Regions from separate parts of the Podarcis muralis genome. Here region 2 is linked to region 1. The links are chromatin contacts, called in public Hi-C maps. All regions are on one chromosome and are shown on one strand. The core of a region is the stretch at or near the end of the contact, and the rest is flanking DNA. Distances in the headings are between cores, read along the strand shown. Region 1 holds the start of FBXO33 (F-box protein 33). Region 2 holds the start of PROSER1 (proline and serine rich 1).

What was found. Hi-C and Micro-C count contacts between places; a contact is called where the count stands out from the background.
Region 2: a Hi-C map of blood shows a contact between it and region 1, with 4 times the contacts expected there. The contact joins the promoter of PROSER1 here to the promoter of FBXO33 in region 1. A contact is called at or near these places in 2 of 3 Hi-C or Micro-C datasets (blood and tail).

What each region holds. Positions count from the first base shown.
Region 1 is chr1:32,036,389-32,043,882 of rPodMur119.hap1.1, reverse strand. FBXO33 (F-box protein 33) reads right to left here and starts at 4,182. Exons shown (of 4, transcript XM_028720130.2): 1 at 3,494-4,182. The coding sequence starts at 4,167.
Region 2 is chr1:32,172,820-32,180,313 of rPodMur119.hap1.1, reverse strand. It overlaps PROSER1 (proline and serine rich 1), which reads left to right and starts at 4,727. Exons shown (of 14, transcript XM_028720193.2): 1 at 4,727-4,895. It overlaps LOC114585678 (U1 spliceosomal RNA), which reads right to left and starts at 1,161; the gene lies at 998-1,161. It also overlaps the pseudogene LOC114592208.

The DNA of each region.
Region 1 (7,494 bases), core at 2,933-5,432:
TGGTGTTGCAGAACAAAGCTGCTGCAACAATTAAGTACTTTCCTCAATAAATTCTGAAAGTTAACCGCGGGGGTAGGGAGAGTTCTGCTTCACTAGGAGAAGGAAAGAGTCAAACGTATTTGCTGGATTTAGTTAATGAACTCTCAGAATGGTTCTGCCAAATGAAACACATTTCCTTCTACTTCTCAAATAAGCGTGCATGTCAGCATTCTGGCAACATTTGAGGCGTGTGCGTTCAACAGCACATGACCAAAACATACAGTTCAGACACTACTTTTTGCTCACACCCTAGTCTAGCAATCCTTTCTAAAGGATCATGCTCTGGCTCATTACCATAGGAACCAAGTAATATGAAAATGCACATAATGAACCCTGATGCTCTTTTTTTGTAAGGAAAAGCAACTTCAGATGGAGAAAGTCTTGTGCAGAGATGCAACAGGGTGGGTTTACTCTTTCATTATCAAGTATTTTTTTTCTTTCTAACTCACCACCTGAGCTGCTTTCCCCCTCTGTGGGGTTCCAGGAATAAATTTGTGGTGGTAAATATGCTTCTAGAGCATTTATATGCAACACATAGTCTACTCTTTAAGCTACCTGATCATTGACATACTAAGACAGCCTTGTAACTAAGTCCACTGGAGTTAATAGCCTGTAAAGTAAAACCACTAGCCTGCTAAAAAGCTAGTAGGCTGTGTTGTTATGCTGCTCAGAGGAATAAAAGCCTCTTCCCCAGTGATGAGAACAGAAACAAAGTGGGTTGGTGGTGCCTGGACAGAGCAATCCATCCCTCCTTAGCCAGACAACTAATTAGCCGCATGGAATTCCTTGTTGCCTATGGTCACAAGGCAAGTTGTTAAGATACAAGGCTGACATAGACACTTTGAATGTTTGCTGGTCCTTTCAATGGGGTTGTTTACATAAACACTTTAAGGAAACAGGATTGCCTCTGCAATCTCAACCAGCTGCATTTAGAATTACTGGGGTCAACTTCTACAGAATTATTATTTTGCCTAGCTGGTAAAGAAATAAGGCTATATAAATAGAAGTGGAGAAATGTTTTATGCAAGCATGGCCTCAACTGGTAAGCAACAGGGATGTTCAAAGGAAAACCAGCAGACAGTATGCAGGATCAACCACAAGATACAAATAGCCCTTGCAATGCCATCATCTTTACACTCTTCAGATTCTGCAGGATTGAATAAGAAAGCCCATTAAGTCATCTATGTACCATGATTAGCTAACAGAGTGAAAGGGAGGGAAGGTCCTACAAGAAACTGCTGAGGCCCAAATTCCCCACAGCTTTATTAGGCTGCTAGCTTGAGAGGGGCTCATCGAGCCTGCCACACCCTTGTTGCAGACCTAGCACTTCATCAGTCTAATGGTTTCCTATTAATTTGTCCAGGCCTGCTGATAGTGATGCTGGTTAGAGTTGGGCCTTAGTGTTGCTGTTTTTATAATAGGTGCGTGATTTTATTTTGTTTTGTTTTTTATATAACCATATATCCTGCAGTGTGTGCTGTATTGTAAGCCTCTCTTCTAGATGACGGACAGGGTATCAGCTCAAAGAAAGGACTTTGCTGCTCTCTCTTTCTGGTTCTTGGCTTGTTACTTTTCATGCAGATTACCTCCTTCCCTGAAGCAAGCAGCTGCCTTTTCCACAGGTGAGTGTAAGAGTGCCAATCATTATCTCCAAGTCTAACCTACATCACATGGGTGCTAGCAGTGAGGATATAACAGGGAGAGGAAGAACCATGTGTGTTACACTGAGCTCCTTGGGAGCAAGGTGGGATTTAAATAAATGTAATAAATATGCAAAAATAAAAGTTGACAGAAAGGCCCCACAGCGGGTCACCTAGTGAGTTCACAGATGAGGTGAAATATGAACTGCAATTTCCTGGCTGCCATGAAAGTGAACTGCAATTTCCTGGCTCACAGCACACATACTTGAGTGTTTCAGTATCCACATGACAAAAGCTGGTCACTGTAGCACCCAACAGAGTGAGACGTAATTTGGAAATCTCTGAAAAAAATGGCCACAAATCTGATCTTGGCTGCTTCAGATCTTATCACATCTTTTCATTGACATATGGTTGCTGTACCAGTTGCAGCAGTTTAATTTTCTGAGATGTGTGATCTGAACAGGATTTTCTTACTGCAAATCACTTAAGATGTGCAAACTATCATCCATTCTATTGTGCAGAACTGGCTGTAGGAAAGAGTGATGAGCACAGCATGGACAACTGCACAATCTTTTCTTGAAAAGGACATTTCATTCTGTAGTGGAGCAGAGAGAAACAAGAGTAACACAAAAGGAAACAAACAGCTCTGGAATATTACTGATCAACTTAGATTTTTTTCATTATATGACCTTGACCGAATGGGAATTTTGGAAATCTTGAGGGAGAATGCAGTACTAAAGGCTTACAAATGCAAAATATGTTTATGCTATTTTTGTGATACACAAATGAAATGAAAAATTTGGTATACTTATTTGTAAAACATTCTTGTTTATAAAACCCAATTAAAAATGCAAAATATGTAACTAACTGTGACACCTTTGTTGTATGACAACAAACACTAGAGTCACTGGAAAGGAAAAGATATCACTTTGGATCAGCTGGTATTGCTGTATTGCTCCCTTTAAAAAAGAAGAAAATGTTCTTTAACTGGTTTCCCAATTATGTAACAGCCTATAGCAGAGCAAATTATTAATGTGCCCTGCTGCTGGCTTCAGAATAGTACACTAACAGTAGGTGTTCTAGAACGCACACCACAAAGCCACTGTCTCCCATTTTGAAGGATTTAGGCACTAAAGAAGTGACATGTTAGCTGACGAATGGTTAGTGTTTCTATCAGTCAAGAAACCAAAAGCAACTGTCAGGTTTTCCTAGCAGCTTATGACAAAAAGTATTATGAGCCCATCAAAACAGGGGGCACAGGGCAAATAACAACTGTCTCAACAGCTCCGTTTTGGTGACATCCCAGGGAAGGTACTTGACGTGCGGAAGGTAGTGATGCTACCTATCCAGAAACACTCCTCTCCACAAGGATCCCCCCCCCCAACCGCAGCACTTTTGGGTGGCGACGTGCAGACGTGTGTTCCTTCATGTGATGTTCCCTTACAGTTGCTCCGGAATGGCTCCTTCCTCGCCGCTCACACATCATCCCCCCCCCCCCGCGCGCGCACAGCAGGAGTAAGGCATCTTTAAGTGGATGCGTGACAACCGGGAATTCAACAGGTGCAGCTTCCCCCACCCAGTAATAACTCAATCGGCTGAACTTCAGGCAGATGTTAGAAAGCACATGAACCTTTGAAACAGAGAGAGAGAGAGAGAGAGAGAGAGAGAGAGAGAGCTGCTGCTTCCCACTTGGGAAGCAGGAGGCTTTGCAACTCTCCCTCCCGCTCGGCGTGTGTTTGCATTGGTGTTAGTACGTGTGTGTGTGTTTGTGAATGTTAGTTAACGCTGGCTGGCCTCCCACCACGCCGTCCTACCTGTTGTTGCGGACGCTGCTCAGCACGCAGAGTACGAGCTCCAGGTAGGTCCTCAGCAGCTCCAGCCAGCGAGGGCAGAGCTGCGCTTCTCCCTCCGCCGCGGCCGCTGCGGCTGCCGCTTCCTCGCACACCCCGCTGGCGCCTCCTCCTCCTCCTCCTCCGGCTCCTGCTCCGCCGCCTCCGGCTCCTCCGCTGGGGTAGTTGTCGGCGGCGAACTGGACGCGGAGCTCGCGCACGAACCAGCCGCACTTGCGCATGAGGAAGTCGAGGCGCGGGCGCTCGGCCGGGCAGACGCGCAGGCTGAGGCGCAGCCGGGGCCACAGGGCCGGGTAGAAGAGGCACTCTCGCCAGTGCGAGCAGGCGGCCGAGGCCCGGAGCCGGTCCGGGGCGGCCAGGAACGAGAAGATGTGGACCACCAGCTCGCTGGGCAGGGAGCCGGCGCCCACCGGCCCCCCACACACCGACGACATGGCCGGCCCAGCCGCCGGCGGCCGCAGCCCCGAGCCCGGCCTCGGCCTCCCCTCCGGCTCCTGCGACAGAAACAACAACATCAATGACAAGGCGGAGGGAGGCGGGGCGGGACCGGACGAGACTCTGCTGCTGCTGCCGCTGCCGCCGCCGCCGCCGGAGCCAACCACTGCTCGCAGCCGCAGGGGGAGGGCGAGATGTACCATTGGGCTCCCGGGTTGGGTTGTCGGGGCGGGATGGAACGCACCAACGCGCCGAGAGGGAGGGAGAGGCGGAGCGTACCAAAGTGCGCTCAGCCGGCGGGGGTGGCGGGGAACTGTTGCTCTCATGACTCAGCGCGCGGAGAAGGGCTGGCGTGGCTGATGGATGCCACCTAACGAAAGTTTCGCAGAGGAGGGGGAGGGCGGCGCGATAGCCGACCTGGATTTTTCCTTTGCAAGGCCGCGGGGACGCTTAGAAGAACAAGGGGAGGCGCTGCCACCTAGACGCGGCTGCACAAAGTCCTCCGCGCGGCGAGGAAGACGCCCGGTGTTTCTGCATCTTTCCAAAATTCGATCATCGCTGTACTGTTAAAATGAAGCAGTTTATTCCAGGATAATTTTAAGTGCTGGAATAGGCAAGCACCGGGGCCTGATGAACGAACCTGCCATTATTACCACCTAAGTGGAGTTTATTTTTTATTTTTTTCCTTGACAGATAAGAGCAGAGGGAAAATATTCTCCCTGTCCTGTTTCATTTGTATCAGAGGCATGAGCATGACTAGTGTGCAAAATAACAATTTTGTTCACAGTGCTGGTGCTGACCTTCAAAGCCCTAAATGGCCTCACCTTGTATACACAAAGGAGTGTCTCTATCTGGACACTGAGGTCCAGTTCCCAGGGCAGCCTGTTGGTTCCCTCACTGTGAGAAGTTACAGGGAATCAGGCGTTTTCGGTAGTGGTGCCCTCCCATCAGATGTCAAGGAAATAAAGAGCTATTTGACTTTTAGAGGACATCTGAAGGCAGCCCTGTTTAGGGAAGTTTTTAATGTTGATGTTTTGTTGTGTTTTTGGATCTGCCCACAGTGGCTGGGGCAACCCAGTCAGATGGGCGGCATATAATTCTACCACTTTGCGGCTGGAAAGGTGAACAGAGTGCTCTTAGAGATGGAAGGAACCAAAGGCCACTTTGGCAGCCCTTAGCTGAAGAGCAGGACCATTTCCTGGCCATCTTCCCACAGAATATAAATCACGCATCCTCTCATACAATCTGTGACTCTCCAATGTTATTGGACTTTCAACTCCCATCATCCCCAGTCAGCATGACAAATGGTCAGGCATGATGAGTGTTGCAACCCAGGAACTTCTGTGTCTCGGGTTCTTCCACTCCTACTCTTACACGACACCATGATCTTGGGCAGAAAACCCTAGCACACCACTAGCAGTATCATTTGTCAGCTGCCAGTTCCCAAAATCCTGTCACATTCTTTTTTGACCAAGAAATAAACAAGGCTGCCAACATGCAATTGAAACAACAAGGCAATGCAGGGGGTCACCAGGAGCATGAAAGAGAGGGATTTCAGCTCAGTGGTATTTCCAAGTGACTCCTTAACTTTCTCCCATATAAATGAATAGTTGCCATTCATTTACTGTGTAGAAAAAGGAACGGTTGAATATAGGAATGCACTGAAGGTAAAACCAGCCATCCACAAGTGACATGTGGTGAGTGGCTTTTAGTGACATGGGTTTTGCAGGAGTTTATAGTATGTTTCTTGGATATGGAAGCCTACCTTTGCAGCACATGCCATAATGATGGGCAATTTTGTGATGGTAGTAGTGATTACAGTATCGATGATGGTGGTGCTTTTTTATTTCCTCTTGCAATTATGAAGGCATACTACCTAAACACATTTTCATAAACAAGCGTTCACATAACATCCATATACCTTTCATGGCTGCAGTCCTAAACGTACCTGCTTAGGAGTAAACCCCATTTCACTAATAAGGACCTACTTCTAAGCTAGCATGTACTGGATCAGGCTTATGCATGGCCACTTTAGATATAGCATTGTTTCCAAATATAGGGTGTTATTTCCTCAGTGCTGATGTCACTGCTCAGGCACAACTGAACTGTGAGTTCATAATTCACAAGTACACACAGTCAAAATATGCTGAGTTGATGTCATGATGCAATATCTCCACAATATGCAAGAGCACAGGCACTTTTCTAAGGTCTCTGGCAACACAGCTTATAGATACAATACTTTAATACAGGCTTTTGTGCTGTTACAAAGTATGTGTCTGAAACCACACATGTGCCCAGCACTTGTGTAGTCATACACTACCAAGAAGTTTAGGATCTTTTGCTAGAGTTACAACATGCGTCTGTCAAGAATATGTGTTTACTCTTAACCTTATGCCCACAAGAAGTTCTTACACAAACGGAATAAAGTTTGGTGTATTATATGAAATGAAAGTGGGAGAATATATTAATGCCAATTAAGAAAGCAAAATTTATGCAAGCAGCACAGTGGTTTTTTTTCTAAAAAAAATGTTCAGGGGTACTCTCATTTTCCTACTCATATTGTAATACTGCCCGTCAATGAGGCCAAACTTAGATTCACAAACATGTTTTGACATGTTTTGAGATCAGACTGGTACCAGAGTCAAGAAAGTTCATAATGGATGGTCTGTCATATTACCATATGCCCACCTTTTTATTCATGCCAGGGTCTACAGTAATAAACCACAGAAAATGTTTAGATTAACACACATCTCTCCACAGTTTAATCTGTGATTGTTCAACTGTCTTTTGTAGCACTCTCCCCTTTAAGACCCATTTTGAGTGTAGTATTATTAATACTATTTATGTTTATCTGAAACTTAGTTCAGCTGAATTCAGTGGAAGTACAGCCCAGTCTTTTAAACCTGTTAAACATGCCTGCCTGTGCATAGAACAAGACTGTGAAGCATTAACCAGCACTCGTAACCCACTTCTTAGGGCAGAGGTTTCCAATCTTTTTGGGTCCCTTGACCAACTACATTCTTTCTGTGGCACCCCTGTGGGGCTCATGAGCCCAGTTCTGTCACCCCTTGCCAGTAGACCTGGCAGCCTCTCACCCTTTTTTCAAACACCCTCCCTTGTGGAGTGTTCCCTCAGTCTCTTCTCCTCTCCCCTTTCATTGGGAGTTATCTGGGTAGCCAGAGCTGCCACCCCTGGTCTCTGAGCTGTCCCTGCCCCCGCCCCAAAGAGAGGTGTCTCATCCCACTGCCATACAGGGGCCTGGGAAGCACCCTCTGGCCAGTCCTAGAGGCACCATTCGCCCAGGAAGCTTGTAGCTAGGGCTGCTGCAACAAACAGCTATGCAAGCCTTTGGGAAGCAGAAACGCAAGAGGGCACCAGAGAAGGGAGGGAAGGAAAGAATGGCAGAGGCCAGTGTTGCCAGCAGCACCCCTGACCATCATTCAAGGCACTCCAGAGTGCCATGGCACACTGGTTGAAAACCACTGTATTAGGGGGTTAAGAGTAAAGGATTACTCTGCATGAATTGTAAA
Region 2 (7,494 bases), core at 3,478-5,977, 140 kb before region 1:
CATTTGTCCGCCCAAGTGGTCCGCCTCTATTGCTGTGCTCCTCTCATTCCCCACCCCTCAGCTACGGAGTCCAGCTCGGGACAAACTTGTTAACCAAACTTATAGTTAACAGAAATACAGTGGTACCTCGGTACTTAATTCGTTCAGGAGGTCCGTTCCTTAACCTGAAACTGTTCTTAACCTAAAGCACCACTTTAGCTAATGGGGCCTCCCGCTGCCGCCGAAGCACGATTTCTGTTCTCATCCTGAAGCAAAGTTCTTAACCTGTAACACTATTTCTGGCTTAGTGGAGTGTGTAACCTGAAGCGTATGTAACCCGAGGTACCACTGTACTACAGAGAAGGCGATCGGAGCCACTTTCCCAAGGAAAAGCTACTGAGCAAAACGGAGGCAGAAGAGTTGCTGCGGAAAGGATCCGCAGGAACATGACCGAATGCCTTAGCATTAAAAAGAAACGTGGGGTGCGGTGGGCAATGAGAACGCCATGAGAAGAACTAGGTTGGAAATTAAAGCGAGATGGAAAAGAAACCTTCTTCAGCTATTACCTGAACAATGCTCAATAGATATACAAGATTTCCACGAATGCCGTAGGATGGCGCTACTGCAAAGCCATTGTCTGCGGGAAAGCTTCGCAGTGTTTTTGCAGGGCAACTTCGCAGTGTTTCTTGTGGAAATGCAATCTGTTGATGTTAGAACGTAAGAAAACGGGAAGGAGACACAACACGCAGTTGGTGCAACGCTCTTCTCCCGGGGACCAACCAGGCAGTCGTGTCTCTTGCGGATCCCACAAGGAGACCAGAGCACAGGATCCCTTCGGCACTCGTGACTCCTAGCAAGTAGCACTCATCGGCGCGCAACTTTACTGACCAAAGCGCGACCAGTTTCCTCAGACGTTCATTTTTTTAAATCAGAATCGCGAACAATTTGAGCGTGAAATACAACGTAGAAAAATAATATGAACAAACAACATTTATTCTGTTTTTTGCACATGAATTGTCAGGGGAAAGCGCGAACGCAGTCCCCCACTACCACAAATTATGCAGTCGAGTTTCCCGCATTTGGGGAAATCGCAGGGGTCAGCACACCCGCAGTGCAATGGATGAGCCTCACCCTGGGAAAACCTCCTTCATGATCAAGGTGTCTCCCCTGCCAGGTAAGTATGCTTTCTCATCAGACCGGACCCGGGCCGCCATCCTCCCGCACCCCTTCAGTGCAGAGCGAGCATACCAAGCCCTGCCCGAGGGCCCCGTCCCCGCTTCCCATCGCTCGCTCGCAGTCGGGCATCATGTACCCATCCAGCCTGACGGAGCCACGACCTCTCCGAGGGCCCGCGAAGCCCGTTTCATGCTCCCCCCATAATGCTCCGCGGCGGCACCTCATCTGCATGCGGGAGTCGCTCTGGCTCCGCCTTCTCGCACTCTTCCCTGCCAAGCCTCAGCAAAGAGAGCGAGGGGCCTGTGCCTCTGGGTTCGAGTGGCCGTCTTTGTTTTGACTGCCTTGTCCGACGGAGTTCTGCTTCCCCACACCACTCTGCCTACGATGCCGGTCTCTCGAGCCTTTGCTTGATCTGCACGTGGATAAGCAAGCAGAGGAGATGACCAGACACTCATTGGCTCCATAGCCCAAGAGGCAGGGATGGATTTTTAAAAATAATAATAATAAAAATATTTTAAGGGAAATCTTTATTAGTCACATCCAGTCACCTTTCAGCCTATTTTTTTCCTGCCTATTTATCTCCGCTCCTTCCACCTGCCCTCGCCCCCCAGCCAAGCTACTGGGTTCCGCTCAGGACGACGAACATATTTAACACAAGTTTACAGTTAACAGAGTACAACAGGGAGGACATGTAGCACTATTTTCGCAAGGAGACCCTAAAGAATAGAATAGCGGAAGCGAAAACTATCCGTCAGAACATAACCTTAGTATTAAAAAGTTACCTCTAGCCGAAAATAGTGAGAACCCCATAAGAATCAATAATCTGAACTAATGCAAACTGCAAAACAAAAAAACAGCAACCAAAATACGTACATAAGCTATTATATGAACAATACAGTACTACTCAACTGATATTTCTTGAACTTTCCAAAATACACCATAAGATGGCGCTACGGTAAAGCTATTGTCTCCGAAAAAGCGCATATAAAGCAGGACAAAACGATCTTCTATCTACACAGAACCTTGTAGAAAACAGTTTGTCATTAGAACATAAGAAAAGGCTTGCTGCATCAGGCTAAACACTCTGCTATCTTGGGAGCCAACCAGACACCTCTTTGGGGAAGCCCACAAGAGAGACATGAGCACGACAGCACTTTCCCCACCCAATTCCCAAGCATCTCATGTGTATACTGGAATAGTACACAGTGTTCTTTTAATGATTCATGGCATGTTTTTGTACACCTTGCTTCATTTTTCATCTATTTTCTAAACTTTACAGAAGTGCAATTTGGCTGAGGTTGTGTAAACACAGTAGAGGCTGTGATGGAGGTACCTTGAGAATATACTCCCTGGAGGCTGAATAAATTAGGTCCAGTAGAAGGGTGTTTATTTGTTTTTTACTGTTTGTATATCTTCATATATTTTGGTTTCATCAAAGGTGCTGAAGAAAATGAGACTAGTGGAATCCTTCAGAAACTGAAAATGTGATTTTCAAACAGCAGCTTATACACCACTATAAGGCATAAGTAGGGTTGCTATCTGCCCTGTATACATAGGATCGACCCACATTTCAATGTAAAATGCTGCGTCCTGCTATTGATACAGTTTGTCCTGTATTTCAGGTCTTCTCTCTCTCTCTGCCAAGTTAGGGAACCTCTCCAAATGCATGTGTTTGAAAGGGTAGTGAAAGGTCAGGTATTTAAGCTCTGGGTAGCAAAGAACAGACAGATTTACAATTTCATGTGTATGTGTGTGTGATTGTGTGTGAAAATTTCCAGAAGGGGAATCCTGTTAGGCTGCAGTAGACTGCAATGGATTGCGTTGAAGTCACTTCAGCACCAGATAAAAAAATAATTGCCCCCCCCGCCCCGTATTTTGCCAGAACAAAGGTGGCAGCCCTATGTGAGTCACTAGTGCAATGGTTTTCAGCCAGTGTGCCATGGCACCCTGGGGTGCCTTGAATGATGGCCAGGGGTGCCACAGGCAACATTGGCCTATGTCTCTCTTTCCTTCCCTCCCTCCTCCGATGCCATCTCACATCTCTGCCTCCCAAAGGCTTGCACAGCTGTTAGTTGCAGCAGCCCTGGCTACAAGCTCCGCAGGTGAATAGCACGTCTGGGGCTGGTCAGGGGGTGCTGGTTGCCAGAGCTGAGGCGGCCTCAAAGTAAGCAAGCAAGTGGGTCAGAGAGCCCAGCCAGCTAGTCCACCAGCCCTTGCTGTTGGGAATGGACAGACAAGTCCCAGGACCCAGTGGGGCAACGTGAGGAGGTACCTCTCTTTGGGGCAGCAGGGGCAGCCAAGAGACCAAGGGCGGTGGCAACGGCTGCCCAGAGGACTCCCATGGAGAGGAGGCTGAGGGAACACTCTACAAGGAAGGCTGTTCAAAAAAGGGGTGAGAGGCTGCCAGCTCTGCAGGCAAGGGGTGACATAACTGAGCTCCTGAGCCCCACAGGGTGCCGCAGAAAGAATGTAATTGGTCAAGGGAGCCGTGGACCCCAAAAGGTTGACAACCTCTGGCCTAGTGTGGAACTGGAACTAGAACACCAGGGTTCAAATCTCCACTTGGCCATGAAGCTCATTGTATGACAGCCATTGCTTCTCAGCCTAACCCACCTCACAGGGTCGTTGTGGGGATTAAATGAGGAGGGGGCAGAACCATGTATACCACCTTGAGCTCCTTAGAGAAAAAGGTGGGATAGACTGTAAATGCAATAAATAAAGGAATCCTCCCAAGTGAGGCTGCCTCTCATCACCTTTTTAAGACCCCCAGGCAGTGTTCAAAACTCCCATTGTTCTAGGTGCATTTTGCAACAGGGAATTTCATTAGTGTGAGCAGTTTGAGCCCTGGGTGCAGTACTGTGCCTAAGATTTCAGATTCAAAATTGCAAAGTGGAAGGAAAGGAGTACCTTTTTCTGCCTCCCCACTTTAGCTACTCTCTGAAGACTGGAGAAGAGACCCTCTTATGAGGGGTTTGGGCAGGGGAAGGACTAGACCAGGGGTCAGCAAACTTTTTCAGCAGGGGGCCAGTCCACTGTCCCTCAGACCTTGTGGGGGGCTGGACTATATTTTTTGGGGGGAGGGGAATGAACGAATTCCTATGCCCTACAAATAACCCAGAGATGCATTTTAAATAAAAGCACACATTCTACTCATGTAAAAACACGCTGATTCCCGGACCATCCGCGGGCCGGATTTAAAAGGCGATTGGTCCGGATCCGGCCCCGGCGCCTTAGTTTGCCTACCCATGGACTACTAGACCATGTGAAAAATATCATATTTTAGCTGCAGTGCATTCATTTTCAGCTTTGTATTCTTGTTATAAAAAAGCGCGCCTAGCCATTCCATTGTGGCGCCCATAACTTAGGTTTAAGGTGCCACTGAGCTCCTAGTTTTCCTATCTCAGTTTCTGACATTGCCCCCAGGGAGCCCATAAGCCTCGCTGAACACAGAGCTCTGCGTCCTCAACAAGACGCGGCCAGCCTCTTAATAGCCTCCTGGGGGAGAGGGGTGGGCGGGGCTGACTCCAGGAGCAGGTGCGTCTCCTCCTTCCCGGCATCCACCCCGAACGGAGGGGCGGGAGGAAGGCCTCTTATGGCGGTGCTTGGCTGGTGATGACATCAGGAGGCGACGAGTCGCGAAGTTTGGCTCCGCGCGGTGGGGGCGGCTGGGGGTTGCGCGCGGGTTGCCTTGACGCCGGCCAGGGGCCGCTCCTCGCCTGCCTGCCGGGCCGCCGCGGATGGTAAGCCGAGCACCGGCTGGAGGGGTGCGGGGAAGGCGGGGCTCGAAGCGGCCCCGAGCCGTCCGTAATGGGCTTCGGGCCTGCCTGCGCCGCCTGCTTCGGGTGCTGCAGCCTTGAAGCGACGCGGGGCGCGGACTCCCGGAGCCGCTTCCCTTGGTCAGAGCGGCAGCCCTGAGGCACGTGTTTCCCGGGGGTAAACGCCGCTAAAGTCGAGTGGGACTAAGTGCCGAGTAAGCGTGACAAGGGTCGCCCTTCGAGTTCTTGGTTAATCCGGAATTCGTCGTGCGAGCCCCCTGGGGATGGAGTTAAACCCCGTTGAACTCCGTGGCATTCGAGTCACAGCAAACGCGAGACGTGTGTGAGCGCGAGGTTTTGTTCAGGTTTATTCGGAAGCAAGTCCCCCTGGACGGAGGGGAGGTCCTGTGCCCTGAATGGCAACCTTTAGCATAACCGTCTGTTTAAAGCCCACAATGCAGAAGCTGTTGGTGCTGGGGTGGTGACGAGGGCAATTTTTCATTTAGGTCATCAGAGGGACTTCTATATCGAATATGGGGAACTTCTGGACCCCTGGAAGTACAGTGGTACCTCGGGTTACGTATGCTTCAGGTTACAGACTCTGCTAACCCAGAAATATTACCTCGGGTTAAGAACTTTGCTTCAGGATGAGAACAGAAATCGTGCTCCGGCGGCGCGGCAGAAGCAGGAGGCCCCATTAGCTAAAGTGGTGCTTCAGGTTAAGAACAGTTTCAGGTTAAGAACAGACCTCCAGAACGAATTAAGTACGTAACCAGAGGTACCACTGTAGTAGGAGTACGACTGGTCTTGTTCCTGGTTGCTGCCTTTGCTGGCTGCTGCTGATGGAACAAGAAGCTGGAGGATAACTGGTTTCCCATCCTTGCCCTATGAAAAGAAGCATTAGAGCATTCTGCCGGGCAGTGTCAGTTGTTCATCACAGAGATGATCCTTTGAAGCAGGTGTGCCCAAGAAGCTTGGTGATTTGCCCACAGAGTGGCTCAGGTTATACTAGTGTGTGTTCACTCCTGGTTGTGTTTGGATTTGGTTCAACGTCAGTTATTTCGAAGGTGGAATTCTGAAATGGTTTTAGTGAGAATGGTTGAATCAAACTGCACTGCGATGAGTATCATGCTGGAACAGATTGGATGTTGTGTTTATGATGATAGAAGAAAGTGTGAAGTAGTGAGGGAGGAGACTGAAGTACTGTAGCAGAATGGGCAGATTTTACTTACTCCCTGAACTTCAGAATATTGATGACTCACACTACATTAGCCTCAGGAGTTTTGAATATCATCATTGGCTTTGTAGAATTCCATTCAAATCTGATAAAAACAATTTGTGCGTTCAGTACACAGAAGCAAAGAGAAAATTGCATGCTATTTTATATAAACATTGCTGCACAAGCATGGACTTCTGCAAGGATGTCCTCAACCCTGTTCAGCCTGCCACAAAACATCTCTGGAGTGTCAGAGGAACGCTCCCCCCACCAGTGTTGAGGATGATCACCCAGATCTCTAATGAGGCATTGCAGGGGGTGTGGAGAGCTGCACATGGTCCCTCTTCAGTTACTCAGCCCAGTTACAGAGATAAATGGGGCATTGTGGAAGGGCATCAAGCCTTGATGAGCTGGGAGGGATTGAAGGTGATAAGGTTTTCAGCCTTTTACCAGCGATTACAAGATATACCAAAGCTCTGTTTGCTTGGAAGTAAGCCTCATTGAATTGGGACTTACTTTTGTGTAGACAGAATTGTGTTATGAGACTGGAGTTCTGTGATCACTTACTCAGGAATAAAATCCATGGGCTTCGATCGGAGCCATTTTTGGATTGGGCTGTAGGTAAAACTTTTAACAGAAGAAATGGTTTAGCTATGTGCCCTAGCTACATTATAATATAATGTCAAATGCCTTATCTTTACCACTGGTTGGTTACAAAATTCTATAATTATGAGCACCTTAGATCTATGCTTTCCTTTTTTTAAAAAGAGACAAATGGAGGATTTTGGGGGAAAATGTTTCAGGTTAGATCCAAAGAAGTGTGAGGAGACCCTCACTTGCACAATGGAGCTTTCATAGCTATTGCTCCCTGCAACACCAAAAAGCTCATAAGGGTTAAAGGACCTTATGAAATGGCAAGAAGTGGGTGGGGCTCAGGATACTCACAGAATTTGGTGGCAACTTCCCTTGTATCAAGAGAAGTGTCATTCTGCACATGTAAGGCCCTTTTGGATCCAAGTTATAGTACTCTTTGAAGAATTCAGGAGTTCTTTTAAAATACTAGAAAATGTTTTATTCACATGTCCTAATTGCTTGCCTTTACAGGTTCAGAATTTACTAGGAGAGAGGCTTCAATGTAGATCTGTTTTATGGAAAGTTGGATAGTATGTCACAGCATTTGACAATAGGAAATGTCACAAGAATGCTCAGCATATTAAATAAACTTCCTTTAGGAGGTGTTAGCTTCTACTGAGTTCTGTTTTTTCTGTCTTTTGGATTCTACCTAGAAATGGATGTCCTGAGGGCTCCATGGAGCGACATTGGCAGTGCAGTAATGTTAAAATAAATAAAATATATCTGCTGGCCTTC